Linked DNA regions of Mus musculus: regions 1 and 3 are each linked to region 2. The links are chromatin contacts, called in public promoter capture Hi-C maps. All regions are on one chromosome and are shown on one strand. The core of a region is the stretch at or near the end of the contact, and the rest is flanking DNA. Distances in the headings are between cores, read along the strand shown. Region 1 holds the start of A930028N01Rik (a long non-coding RNA gene). Region 2 holds the start of Aldh18a1 (aldehyde dehydrogenase 18 family, member A1). Region 3 holds the start of Opalin (oligodendrocytic myelin paranodal and inner loop protein).

Region 1 (4,368 bases), core at 895-3,394, 290 kb before region 2:
TAAAGACTGGGCACATTTTTTTTTTTTTTTTTTGGCTAATGTTGCTCATGGACATGCTCCAGATCAGATTCCCCAAGCAGCGGGGGCTAGAGCAGCTCCCAGAAGCAGTCATGTAAATACAGATGTCTTCAGCAGATAGTTAATCCCTGATACACAATGGGTTTCAAACACACTTCTCTGTTCCTTCTTTGAATTCTTTCTTTACCAACTGCATTAGTTTTCTTACTGACTCAGTACTTAAATAAAGAGACCAGTTCATGAATGATGCTTCATCCTCCGATAAAAAATAATCTCTGTGCTTTTTAGTCTTCTTATAGATATAAAGGTTTTACATAGTTGCCTGGAAAAGTACCAAACTGCCTCGTCCTTCTCGAAGTGCCTGGAAGAAACACAACAAGCAAACAAAAAAACAGACACAGAATGAGAGGGCACATACAACTGAGTTCAGAGAAGATGCTGGAGATGCTGTAGAGTCCCCCCTTGGTAACAACCTCACACTGTGATTTGCAAAGCTGTATCATTTGGGCTATAAAATGATGGGCAGTGAGGAGGAGGACCCAGGCTCAGAGTTAACAGAATCTGAACCCAGGTCTTCTGTCTCCAGCCCCACTGTTCATCCCAATACTCTGTCCTTGCTGATGAAAAATGTTGGGTTGCAAAATCCATATTAGGTCCCTTCTGAAGATAACTGAGGTGTGCAAGGAAGATACTCAGCCCAACACCCTTCCTTCAGCCAGGACACCGCCTTCATTGGAGAACTGGTGTCCCTTCCCACCGGCTGGAGATAGAAGCACTCCTAGAGGAATCTCACTGCAAATTTATTCTCAACCTCTCCTTCTTTCTCTTCGTCTATCTTTCTCTCCTCTCTCTTTTTTTTCTCTTGAAACAGTCTTGCTGTACAGCTCAAGATTCATTAAGACATCAGGACTAATTTAATAGGTTTTTCTTTACTTTTTCAATGCGGCCTGTCTAAAGTTTTCAGTTTTACACTTGGCACACCTACTGTTTCTATGGGGCTGCAGTATGCTCTGTGGCCTTTAGCTTCCTGATAAGACTTTCTTTTGTAAAGAACTCCACAGGGAGGCCTGGCTTCTGGGAGGACAGAGCATTTTCTAAGAGGTTGGTAAGTGTGCGTGAAGTCTGTGGTACTCAGAGACAAACCCAGGCCTCATGCTTTAAACAAATGTTCTACCACTGAGCCTTGCAGAACCCTCCTTTGTTTTATTATTTGAGCTGGTTGCTTTTCTTCAAGTTATTAGAAGCCTAGAATAACTACAATGATGTGAGGAACATCCACACATGTGCTCGAACTTTATGGTGGAGACCTAGTCATGTTCGTGTTCTCCACTCCTGTCCACCCCCCACCCTGGTAGTTTTTTTTTTTTTTTTGAGACAGGACTTCTATATATATCCCTGGCTGTCCTGGAACTCGTTCTATAGAATCGGCCGCCTGCCTCTACCTCCCAAGTGCTGGATTAAAGGCATGAACTACCACTGTCCAGACCTTGTGTTGTTTCTTGAGAGTTTTAAAGGTGGAATCTTTAAATATTAAAGACATATACACAATAGAAATATAAACGGAACCCAATTAACAGCAGTGACAAATGTGGCACTGCGGTCTGACATAGACTCTGGCATATCTTGGCTTTAGGTTCTACTCAGTGACATTCATACGACCTTGAGATGAGTGGCCCAGCATTCCTAGGGGCTGGAAGATTGCTTTTTACATGTCTCATCATTCTTAGTCCTTCTTCCAATACACTACTAGGAAGAAAAGCATGATGGGATTCTTACCAACAAACCATCCATCGTCACATTTTTCCATGACATCAACAATATCTCCATCTCGGAGTTCCAACTCATCATCGTTCTGTGGCACATAACTATATAACGCTTGGTAGCTACACCTACAAACCAGAGGAAGGACCAGTGAGTGGCTCAGCTGCCGACAGAATCTGATGCCCATCTACAAATCCCAACACTGTAAACCCAGCATCGATGTAATGTTTCCCACTTAATGTTGAAAGCATTTTATTGACTAGTGCTCTAGCATTGAAGAAATGCATTAAATCAATTAAGGCCAACAGGGGTTGGGGGACTTCTGATGATCAAGTAATGGTTAAACTTAGTTGTTTTTTTTTTCCTCATTACCATGGGAAACCTTTATTGTCTACAGCCTCTCCCTAGCCTCTATCCACTTTACTACCTTTAAAGTTAACCACGCCCCTTTTTATAATAGGATAATATAGGTAGATAATTAAGAATAATAAGCAGTTATTTAGTTCCAGGATTATTAAATTCTGGCAATCAATGTTAGAGAACAAAAAGCAATTGTACAAACGGGATAGATTATGCACAGGCAGAAAATTGTACATTCCCGGTTAAATGTATTGGCTCATGTTTGTGTTCTTAGCATGTAGGAAGCTGAGGTAGGAAGACGTCACTGAGTCTAAGGCCACTCTGTGCTGCACATTGAGCTCCTGGCTTACAGAGTAAGACCCAGACGGGTCAAGGACACCACAAGCAAACCCTTAGGGGCTCACTGAGACCGAAACAATAGTCAGGGAGTCTGCATAGGTCTAACCTAGGCCCTCTGCATATATTCTGTAGTTGTGCAGCTCAGTGTTGTGTGGGACTCCTAATAGAGGGAGCAGCAGCTACTTCTGACACTTTTTCCTGTTTTGTGACCCAGGGGTGGGGAGAGGGACTGGGAAAAGAGGAGGCAGGGAAAACTGGTGTCTGGATAAAATATGAGAGAACAAATTAATAAAAATATCAAAACCCCTCAGAGCAATACTAATTAAAACTAAGATAGCACATTCCCATTGTCTCACTGTGTGGGGGCCCTCTTCCGAACAGCCCGAAAACTCACTGCTTCTGCTCCACCCAAGGATAGCTGCAGATAAGGTTTTGTTGACTTGCTCTTTGGCCTAGGACATCTGGTCTGTGCTGCTCTGTGCTCTGATAACAGTGAGGCTCATTGTGAAACTGGCATCAGCTTCAGCAGCAAGGGAGAGCTTTGTTTTCATTCTCCTCTTACCAAATGCTTCTGGGGCATCTAATGTGCACCACCAATGTCACAATTCATTTTAAAACACCACGGTAGCACCAGCATTTTGTAAATGTGCCAATCAAATGCCATTTCCAATAATGCCAGTGAATTCCAATGTGGAGTAAGAGAGATTAGACAGCACATGGCGCTGGCTTAAAGCACTAACAGGCTTGTACTGACTGTCACACACAGGATCCTGTTTTCACCACTTGTCCCAGTGTGTTGAGATCTTGGTGGAAGGATCTGGGTGTGAGTGGGAAGGTCTCGTAACGAGGAATGGGAGAGATGAAGATAGCTTTCAAGTTGGTAAGTGAATACCTTGTCTCCTGTTTCTGTATTTATTTCTTACCTAGCTTGGATTCCTACCGCTGGATGTGTAATACATGTATGTCCTCACTAGCTTCTGAAACTGCCCGTCCCCTTAATTTCCACTATAACTGCTTTGCTAGAGAATGTTCTTTAAAATAACTCTGCTTGTCTGTCTGCAAACCGTGGAGAAAGACCAGAGAAAATATGTACCCTTTTGGCCTTAGTTCTAAAGGTCCCCTGTGGCTCGGAGGTCCCCAGCTGAGTTCTTCTGCTGGTTCTAGTACCCTACTCTCAACAGAGTGTCTCGTATTCTGTCCCCTATTTTCTACAAGACCTTAATCTTCCTCCCCTCCAGACCCGAGTCTGTCTCTCCTTGTTGTCCTGTCCCTGTTACTGTGTGCAAGGACCCCTCTCTCCTGGTCTCTAAGAGGCAGGCAACACTGCTGGCCAGATGCAACAAGCTCTGTTCTATAAAAGTGAGCATTCCTAGACCTGTGCCTGTCTTGCTGCTCTATTTTATCCTCCTTCACTGACTCTTTCTCTTTACCCCGACTCTCTGTTGGGAATCTTATGCATTTCCATGGTTACATAAAGTCACTCTGTTCTAGCTAAGGGTACCATGACTGACTTCATTTTTCCTAACCAACATCATCTTTGTCCCTCCTTTCTGAATCCCACGCTCCATCTGCTCCTTAGAACAGGCACAATCACCATACAACTCAGTTTAAAAGCCTTCAGTGGCTTCCTGGTGCCTGCAGAATAAAATCCAAACCTATCTCAGCTGCAGTCTAGAACCTGGTCTCACCCTGACATCTTAACTTTCATCTCTAACCTCACCTCCATGAACCATGTGCTGGCCACACAAACCTTCAGGGTCTCCAAACTACCCACTCTATCGATGCCCTTTCTGTCAGAGCTTGGTTCAACTCACTTTACTTCTTCTAGGAACAGGGTTTTCTCCTATGTGTATAAACCACAGGACGTATCCAAAAAATGTTTTGAATGAA
Region 2 (4,915 bases), core at 2,154-4,653:
AAAGCAATTAAACATAGAGGAGATTAGAGGTGGCCAAGGGTTAGGGATAAGGGGGAGGAGACAGTGATAACAAAGAAAGGAGCACAAAGGTCCTGTGGTGTCTTCTCTGTATTAATGCGAAAGCCCTGCTAGAAACATTGTTTGAAATCGGAGTAAAGGATATATGGGATCTCTCAGTATTAAAAGTGTAGTGACTCAAAATTAAATACTTAATCGCAGCCAAAAAAAGAAAGAAAGGAAAAAGGGTCAAACTAACTTGTACATATTTTGGGAGGAATGATTATAAAGAAACCCATATTGCCAAAAGAAATATTTGCCCACCCGCAGGCAGCTTCCTATATACTTCTACCACACTACATCTTTTTCCAAAACCTGACCGGTGGCACGCTTTGACCACCACACTTCCTACATACGTATCTGCGGTACATACTTGATCTGGGCACAGCTATGGACTGGACCCATGGTAGAAGACGTTGCCTGAAGGGCTGGACCCCAGAGCGGTGCATGTGTCTCAGCATGTTGAGATGTTGTCACAAATCCAAACACCTGTGAGAAGAATCTTATTAGTGGGGGTGGGGAGGTGGGAGTGGAGGGGGTGGGGTGGGGAACGGGGAGGGGGGAAATGACACATGAAAAAAAACGGTAGTTAACTTACTATACTCCCTCCACTGCTCTTAGAGCAAAACCATGACACTCTTGGTTTAAATTTTGCTAAGTTAGAAACTACTTCCTCAGTGTCACAGGAATAGAAAAGAACTGCTCTTTACTTTTTACACCAAACAGTAATTAGATACAATGAATACTTTGAATGATAAAATATTTTTAAGATACAATGTTTATGGGCTGGAGAGGTGGGTCAGAGGTTAAGAACACTGCCTGAACTTCCAGAGGTCCTGAGTTCAATTCCCAGCAACCACATAGTGGCTCACAACCATCTTTAATGACATCCAATGTCGTCTTCTGGCCTGCAGGTATACATGCAGGCAGAAAACTGTATACATAGTAAATACATCTAAAAACAAAATCAATAGTGTTTATGTATTGGTATTAAATCTTTGTTATATTACCTGTTCTGCTAAGACTGGTGGCTATTGTCCAAATCCTTGTGTGTATGTGTTAGTGCTCAGGAGTACCTGCAAATGTGGAGGTCAGAGGTCAGAGGTCAGTTCAAGTGTCTTGCTCTATCTCCGTCCACTGTATTGTGGGGGATCAAGTGTCTCACTGAAGCTGCAGCTTGCAGTTTCTGTTGGACAGGTTGGCCAGTGAGCTTGTACCTGCTGGTTCCCTTCCTCCAACCCTGAGGTTACAGAGGCAAACTCCCAAACCAGATTTGACACGGGTGCTAGAGATCTGAACTCAGGTCTCCATGCTTTCCCAGCAAGTACCTTACTGGGAACTGGTCCCCAAGTTGCTTTTTCAGTGGGCCTCAAAAACACATTAGCATTTAGCTCTATAGCAAAGAAAGAGCAAGGAACGGACTATACCATTCTGCAATTATTCTGCACAAAATCACAGACATGGAGAGAGGAGAAATGGGCAGGATGCTCTGTAACAGAACATACGGCAACAGGCGGATAACCGAACCTGGTGAGTGACCGACCGCTTTGCTGGCTTCCGTTTCTGCATAACACTGAAGTATTTTGTGGGCCCATGTCTTATGTTCAACACTTACATAAATCCCTTCAAAAATGGCTGCAAAACTATTACTTACACACATTCTGCAAAATACCTATAAAAAGTCAGTAGTGACATAATTCCAGTTGTGCCCGCTTTGTACCACCTCCCCAGACACTCTCATCTTCACATTGGACATAATCCTCCAGGTAGCTGGCTCATGTGTTACTGTTGCTCTCCCCAGACGGGCTCTAAGCTCCCCTTTGGGGTATGCTACACAGGGTGGGAATCCACACAACTTTAGATTGGATAGATCTAAGTGTTGGCTGTCCTTGCCATGGAGATTGCCAACTCAATCTCCTCATCTGTAAATGAGGGATAATAACGGTTTATATGGCCTGAGATCACCGTGGGAGTGACACAAGGCAAGGCTGGAAAGCGCCTGGGTGCACAGATAAGGCTATTGTCCACCCCCCTCTTCTGTCTTTTATAAGGCACTGACATTTCTTAACCTTTCCACTTACTTCCTTCACTGACACCAAAAGGTCAAAAGAGCCACTGATGGACAGCCGTGCTTAGTGGCAAACGCCTGTAATCCCAGCATTCGGGGGAAGTAGAGGCAAAAAGGATCAGAAGCCCGAGGTCGTTCTCAGCACACAGCCAGTTCTAGGCCAGCCTGGGCTACATAAGACCCTGTCTCAGAAAAGATTCTGATCGGGTCACATGCATAGTTCTAGACTGTTTACCCCTCTCTTGTCTAAGCACAGAAAGCTCTGAACGTCTGAGATCCTTGGAGGTATGAGGTCTACCATTTGTCTCTGGCCCAGGGAGGCAAGATCTTATATTGCAAACGACTGTTCAACCAGTCAGTTTGTTGTGACAGCAAAAACCAGACAGGTGATGCAAAAGCCCAAAGGGTATATACGTGGAGACTCTGTGATCGAGAGAGAAGTTCTTATATTTTAACTCAGAACAGCTTTCAAGTGACTAGACACAAACACACGGAGAGCTCTTATCTCACTTAGAGAAGTGAACTTCAGTCTCAACAAACTACCCAGAAAAACACATGCTGAGTTCATGGTTCACTACTTAATAGAAAGACAGAAACTCAAAGATAAATGTTGTTGCTTCGGAGGGTGGGGGAATAAGGCTGGGGTATGGCGTGCGGGGTGAAGAATCTGAGCGCACCCTTTCTGTGCCAGGAGATAATTATCACACACGGGGTCTCCGGGAATAACCCTGGCTGCAGGGAGAATCTCCTATGTACAGGTTCCATATGTCAGGTCGCGAGCCACAGAGAATTGCAGACTCAGGCCCTGGGAGTGCGTCCGTGGATGGTTTCACACCAGGTGTATGACTACTCGCAGCACAGGAGCCCTGGAAGCCGGTTGTGGACTTGGTAGGAAGAGGCTGCAGGGTCCTCCAGCCTCCGCTGGTAGCATACCCAAAAGATGGCCAGAGATCCCTGGGCCTCCTAAACCCTGCACCGGGAGCTGTGCATGAGCATCTCAGAGCACCTGGCTGCCCCGCGCCGCCGCCGGCTCCCGTGTCCACGCCCCTCCGGACCCGCGGCTGCACCCCGCATCTCCCCCTTTCAGTGAGTGTACCCCTTGCCCGGTGCTGCCCAGCCACCTACCTGCTGGCCGCCGACCCCAGCCCTGGACCACTCTTCGCGGCGACCGCCCTCTCCTCCGCCTTTTCTTCCGTCTACGTCCAGCTCTCCGGAGTTGCGTCAGCCGCGTTAGACTGAAGCCCCGTAGCGCCGCTGACGTTGGGAGACGGGTCTGACCCACGCTACGCCACGGCAACGGCGCAGGCGCTTCTGAGAATCGCGCCCACGCTCCACGTGGCGGCCCCCTCCCATCCCCAGGCTCCGCGCCCGCAGAGTATAGGGGCGGGGCTTCGAGCACCCAGAAAGGAACCTCCCCAGACAGCTTCCCAGAAAGGTAAGGAAGACTGGCTTCTAGTTGCTGATGGATTTCATAAAGCGTGTTTGACAGTTGATCGTCTATATGTCAGACTCACATTAGAAATAGATTGAATCAACAAAGACCGTCTCCCTCAAAACAAAAACAAAAACAAAGACTGGCTATTGAAAAAAATTGGCACCATGGTAAAACAAGTTGGCACCTAGTTACCCGAAAATAACAGCCCAAGTGTTTTCAGCAAAGGTGGTGGTAAGAATACTGCATTTTAAGACGGTGTGTTTAATCTCTGATTATTAATAACCACTGATTATCCCAAAGTTGAATGCATAACGGACACAGATCATCTCCTTCCGGGCTGGCAACGTTCTCGTCCCATAGCACCGTTCGTTGCAGGGAGGCCATTGTCTAGAGAAGGTCAACTGTGGCTGAAAATTGGTTCTTTATGCTTTTGTAGTCCTGACAATGCTACTGAGCCTATTCATTCATTTTCTAATTCACTAAAGGGAACTTACCACTACTTCTCAGTCCATGATGCAGGAGTATGGGGGGAAGGGCAGGGGGCGGGGAGCGGGGGGGAGTGGGGGGAAGGGCTAAAAGGAGGTTTCAGCTTAGGAGAGATCCACGCTCATGGATGATAGGTTTGCAGAAGAGAACATCTGGCTGGGAGCTCACCATACAAAGATTTTGAATCTTATGGGTCACCAAGTCAGTGAATCCAAACTTCTAAAGCCCTGGAATGATATGATCAGGTTTTTGTGTCGGAAATCAGCACAGAGGTGTAGAAACTGGGAAGTGGGTTAGCCTATTGCAAAGCGCCCTGTAAGAAATAAAGCAGACGAAAGGCGCCGACAGGGGGCGTGGGAGCAAAAAGGAAGGCGCGCTCACAGCACTTTTTGCTAAGGGTTGAGTACCAGGAAGAGGAGTTCTTTGAAATGAAATGTGCGTCGGCATATGAGATCTAGGAAGAAGCTGAGAAAATCTGTGCTTTGGGAAGGGTGTTGGCGCCAGGACGCGTTAAATTTTGAGCACGTTGAGGGTGGGGAGGTGGGGCATTAAAGAGAAACAAAACAGCAGGCGCTGATTAGATCTGGTACCCGGGCTTCTAAAAAAAGTGGGGGGGGGGGGGTGCGTGTGGGTGTGTGTCAGGGGTGTAACTAGACTAAGGGACTGGAGCTAAGTTAGAAGGCGATTCTGATTCTTCAGTTCACCCACAGATCACCTTATTGTAATTGCTTGTCTGTCTTCCCTCCTAGGGAGCAAACCTCTGGACAGCAAGAAAGCATATTCCTAGAATATGAGATACTTTGTAAGTATTTGAGGAGTGAATAATTATTATGTCTTTAGTTAAAAAAAACCAGATTTCTCAAAAAGTG
Region 3 (4,478 bases), core at 779-3,278, 490 kb after region 2:
GGGAAGTAGACATTATAGCATAGAGGGTAGATCTCTGCCCAGCTCTAGTGCTGATTAAGTCTCATTATAAATGTAAAAGTTGACTGTCTTTTATCTGGGAACTGAATAATCAAAGGTGGGGTAGAAACCCCGATCTGAGATTAGATTTTTACTACAACACCTTTGGCCTCTTCTGTGGCTGAATATCCCTCACAAATTCACTACTAGTGAAGGGAAAGAGGCAGCAGACAGTGACGGTCATGGACACTGTCCTGATGACTTCCCATGGGGGCAGCGCTATTGTCCCTGAAGCCCAGGTGAGCAGACCTAGCCCAAGGTGGGTTCCCTGCCAGAGGTCAGTGGTAAATGCTGGGTTAGGTTTCAGGTCTTCCTAACTCCTGTGACTCCCCACCTCTTCTCTTTAAATCCCATGTGAGGTCTGCAATAGTTGCTTACAGTGTATGTCCTTCAGTATCATGTCCTCCAAGCCACCCAGGGCTGTGGCAAACCTTGGCAGCTCCTCAGTAAAGGCTGGATAATATTCAGCCAGAAATATTTTATGCACACATATTTATGCACACACATATATATAGAATATATTCAATATAAATATTCTACATTTATACGTACATGTATATAGAATATATTTAATATAAGCACTCCATATTTATACACACACATATATACTGAATATATTTAATATAAGCACTACAGTTGCTCATCCACTGTCAGTCACCTGAGTTATTTTCAGGGAAGTTCACAAATTTTAGTGTCATTGAACTAGAAATGCTCTAGTAAATAAGCCACCACAGAATATCCCTCAACAACTTGATCTTGGCTCAGACTGACTCTGGGATTATTATATTAATGAGAGAATCGATCCCTTATCTCAACCCATCTGAGACACTCTGCTGAAACAAATCTAATTTCCAGGATTGGGGCACTAAATAAGCGGGATTTGGCAAGAGTTTGGCTTCTATATTATTTTTTACTTTGTGTTATTTCTCCTAGAATACGTAGAAAAAATAATTAGGGCTTATAAACTAGTGTTTATAATCAAAGCCATCCTAATTTTTGAATTGTATATAATATATTATATTTATTATGTTATATATAGTCTTTTATGCTATCTATTGTACACAAGGCCATTTTCATGTAAGTATATAATGTACTTTAAACACACCCCTGCACCTCTACTCTCCTCCGCTTTCACCACTTCCAGGCTGTTTCACTTCTACTTTTAAATATATATATATATATATATATATATATATATATATATATATATATATATATACACACATACATATATACATATACACATATATCAATATATATTAAGTCAATAGATAGATAGATAGATAGATAGATAGATAGATAGATAGATAGATGATTTTATGTATCTATAAAGTCTAGAACCTGCACAAAGAAAAAAGCCTCTTGATTTAGCAAACTTCCTTGGCCAAGTCGCAACCAGACACGTATCACACATCAGTAAGAAAAGGTGGAGTCCACCCTGCTGAGAACGCAGCAGGCAGAAGACTGAATGAGGGTAGATGAGATCGCTGATCCAAACCAAGGCTTCCTTCTACCAGAAATCGAAGAAAGCTGAAACACCTCTCCTGCATCTCCGAGGTGGGAGAAAAAGCTCTGCATCAAGCAAAAGGTCACGCCAGCACATATTGGATGAGAATTTTTTAATTAATATTTTTCACCTAGGAAAACAATTAAAAGCCAAACTCCAAGACTTTGAGGTAATAAGTTATATAAATAATATATATAATAATAAGTTATATAAGTAAGTTATATAATAAGTTATATATATATATATAATAAGTTATATAAATTATATATGTGTAGCATATAATAAGTTATATGTATTGACCTGGGAGAGTTGAGCCTTAAAGTCTTGGAATTGGTCCACAGTGAGAGAAAGGCTAGGCTGAGAGAAGATGCTAAGTCTTACTTACCATTTCTGACAGGCCCCCTTGGCAGGCTTCTCTCTCACTGGCACTGCAGGTCTTTGTCTCCCATTTGTAGGGCACCAGCTGGGAGCGATGGGGAGGCAGGGCTAGAAGTACTCCCAGGAAAGCCCTCACCATGCCATGTATGGTCAGGGGAGTAGCCAGGCCCTCAGCAGATGAACTTCCCCTGCTCCCTGCATGCGCCGCAGTCTTCCTTCTCTTTGTCTTTATTTTCTGTCCTTTTTACTTTGCAGCAAAGAAGCCACAAGATGGCCTGAGCGCTTGGAGGTCTGGCAGCCACAGTTCATTAGAAACAGTGGGTGACAGGGCTGAAGTCGAGATCACACACTACTCTTGCAGAGGCCCAGAGTTCAGTTCCAACCATTCCCTTTGGACAACTCACAAAGGCCTGTGACTACAGTCCCAAGGGACCCTACACGTCCTTCTGACCTCTGCGGACACAGTCATACTACACAGAGTGTGCGGGGAAGAGGGGTGTGGAACAAGAAGACTGGGGTGAACTTCTCCATCCCCCAGTGGTCAGGCGTCACACTAGTCACATCCCTAGCCATGGTGTGGGCAACATGACATCCATATTAGCACAAGAAATGGCTGCATGAAGGTGGTGAGGCTGCTCTGCGTGAGGCAGGGTTGTGGCTTCCACAATGAACAGCACGCCCAGCAGTCCCTGGCCAGCCCGGTGACAGGTTTGACTTCCAGCTCTCGAACCTCACATGAGTGCAAGTCTCCTAGAGCTAAGGCTACTTTCAATAATTTATGATTTTTTTTAATATTTTCTTTATTTACACTTCAAATGTTACCCCCTTTCCTGGTTTCCCCTCCGAAAACCCCCTTTCTCCTCCCCCTCCCCCTTCTCACCAACCCACCCACTCCCACTTCCTGGCCCTGGCATTCCCCTATACTGGGGCATGAAGCCTTCACAGGACCTCCCACTGATGTCCAACAAGGCCATCCTCTGCTACATATGCAGCTGGAGCCATGGGTCCCTCCATGTGTACTCTTTGGTTGGTGGTTTAGTCCCAGGGAGCTCTGGGGGTACTTGTTGGTTCATATTGTTGTTCCTCCTATGGGGCTGCGAACCCCTTCAGCTCCTTGGGTCCTTCTCTAGCTCCTTCATTGGGGACCCTGTGCTCCGTGCAATGGTTGGCAGAGAGCATCCACCTCTGTATTGTCAGGCACTAGCAGAGCCTCTCAGGAGCCTCTTAAGATAGTGAATTGTAGGGCTGGCAAGACAGTTCAGTCAGTAGTGCGCCTGCCTAGCACTGAAGGGAGGAAAGAGGAAGAGGTAGGTGATCCTACATCCTTGGAATTTACTGACCAGCTCGCCAAGCTGAATTGATGAACTCCAAGCTCAGTCGTTAAGAGACTCCATCTCAAAACCTAAGGTGCAGAGAGATAGAGGAAGCCACCTCATATCTGCACTGACCTCTAACCCTCCACACACGCACAGAGAGAGAGACACACACACACACACTCACGCACGCGTGCATGTGCACATGCACACACACGAGTACGTACACCACGTGTACGCCAGCACACAGAGATAGTGAATTGATAACAAACAAACAAACAAACAAAAAAAGAATTACAGTAAATAGCCGGGTCAGTTAATAAAAACCACCAAGAGACGACAATAGAGAGAGGTAAAGAGAGGCGGGGCGCGCAGAACTGTAGGCTTGGCTTGTGTGCTGACTTCTGCTTGGTGTGCACTCGGAATCACAGGTTGGTGTGACCACAGGCACAGACTGCAGGCTGGGTGTGCACACAGGGCAGTTTGATGTCACACCGGAAGGGACCTGGAATGCCTTCAAGTGGGTGAGCTTTTTAATCCGCCTGTATCCCAAGATCCCATGGAGGCTTAGAAAATTTTCCAATGCCAAGGTTTACCTTCAGAGACTCTGATTCAAATGACCAGAACTCGTCAGGGTGCTGGATGCCAGTGAATAGTCGGGAACGCCAGCCACTGTTGTCACCAGTCAGTGTGCAAGGCATTGGATCCCTCTACTGAACATAACCTATGTGGCCTCTCTCTGTGGGACTTCCAGTTCCCAAAACAACAGTGAGTGTCTAAACTAAAAATACCGATATCTAGAAGTCACAGTCAACTTAGTGAGATCACAATGTAAAGTCACAGTTGCCTCTGTAGGAAGTGAACTCGTTTACCCAGCCTCCATCTCTGAATCTGTACATTGGACGGTTAATCAACACAGCCATTTCAAGCCAGGCTGCTAAATTTTCTTTCAAGACATAGAATTATAGGTGGACCCAAGAACTTTACCATCAGCTAAGCAAAAAACCACATCCTGTTTCCTGTAGCCTGGCTATGGATGCACAAGGCCACTCAGGTCCTTTCTGGCTCTTTTTACAATGTACTTACTGAGGCCCAACTCTCCCTCTCATGGGCACAACATCTCTTCAGAAGAATGGTTGGCACCTTTAGTTAAGTGGTACATCATCCTAAGCATCTTGCATAGGCATTATTGCCTGGATATAGTGGAGCATGCAGAGAAGAGC

Evidence for each region. Capture Hi-C pulls out chosen DNA fragments and counts their contacts.
Region 1: a promoter capture Hi-C map of adipose tissue shows a contact between it and region 2. The contact joins the promoter of A930028N01Rik here to the promoter of Aldh18a1 in region 2. A contact is called at or near these places in 1 of 39 promoter capture datasets (hippocampal neurons), 7 of 115 datasets of contacts at active chromatin or transcription factors (T-cell acute lymphoblastic leukemia, embryonic stem cells, extraembryonic endoderm stem cells and 4 more) and 2 of 9 other capture datasets (adipose tissue and liver).
Region 3: a contact with region 2 is called in a promoter capture Hi-C map of liver. The contact joins the promoter of Opalin here to the promoter of Aldh18a1 in region 2. A contact is called at or near these places in 2 of 39 promoter capture datasets (the C10 cell line and liver), 3 of 115 datasets of contacts at active chromatin or transcription factors (the 230-238 cell line and large pre-B cells) and 1 of 9 other capture datasets (liver).

Annotation. Positions count from the first base shown.
Region 1 is chr19:40,294,738-40,299,105 of GRCm38.p6, forward strand. It overlaps A930028N01Rik (a long non-coding RNA gene), which reads left to right and starts at 2,145. Exons shown (of 2, transcript XR_386702.4): 1 at 2,145-3,358. Sorbs1 (sorbin and SH3 domain containing 1) reads right to left here. Exons shown (of 29, transcript NM_178362.1): 28 at 1,795-1,907; 29 at 1-379. The coding sequence ends at 312.
Region 2 is chr19:40,585,060-40,589,974 of GRCm38.p6, forward strand. It overlaps Aldh18a1 (aldehyde dehydrogenase 18 family, member A1), which reads right to left and starts at 3,404. Exons shown (of 19, transcript NM_019698.2): 1 at 3,251-3,404; 2 at 1,068-1,133; 3 at 431-546. The coding sequence starts at 518. Gm27042 (a long non-coding RNA gene) reads left to right here and starts at 3,473. Exons shown (of 4, transcript XR_386705.4): 1 at 3,473-3,560; 2 at 4,796-4,848.
Region 3 is chr19:41,075,085-41,079,562 of GRCm38.p6, forward strand. It overlaps Opalin (oligodendrocytic myelin paranodal and inner loop protein), which reads right to left and starts at 2,029. Exons shown (of 6, transcript NM_153520.2): 1 at 1,950-2,029. The coding sequence starts at 1,952.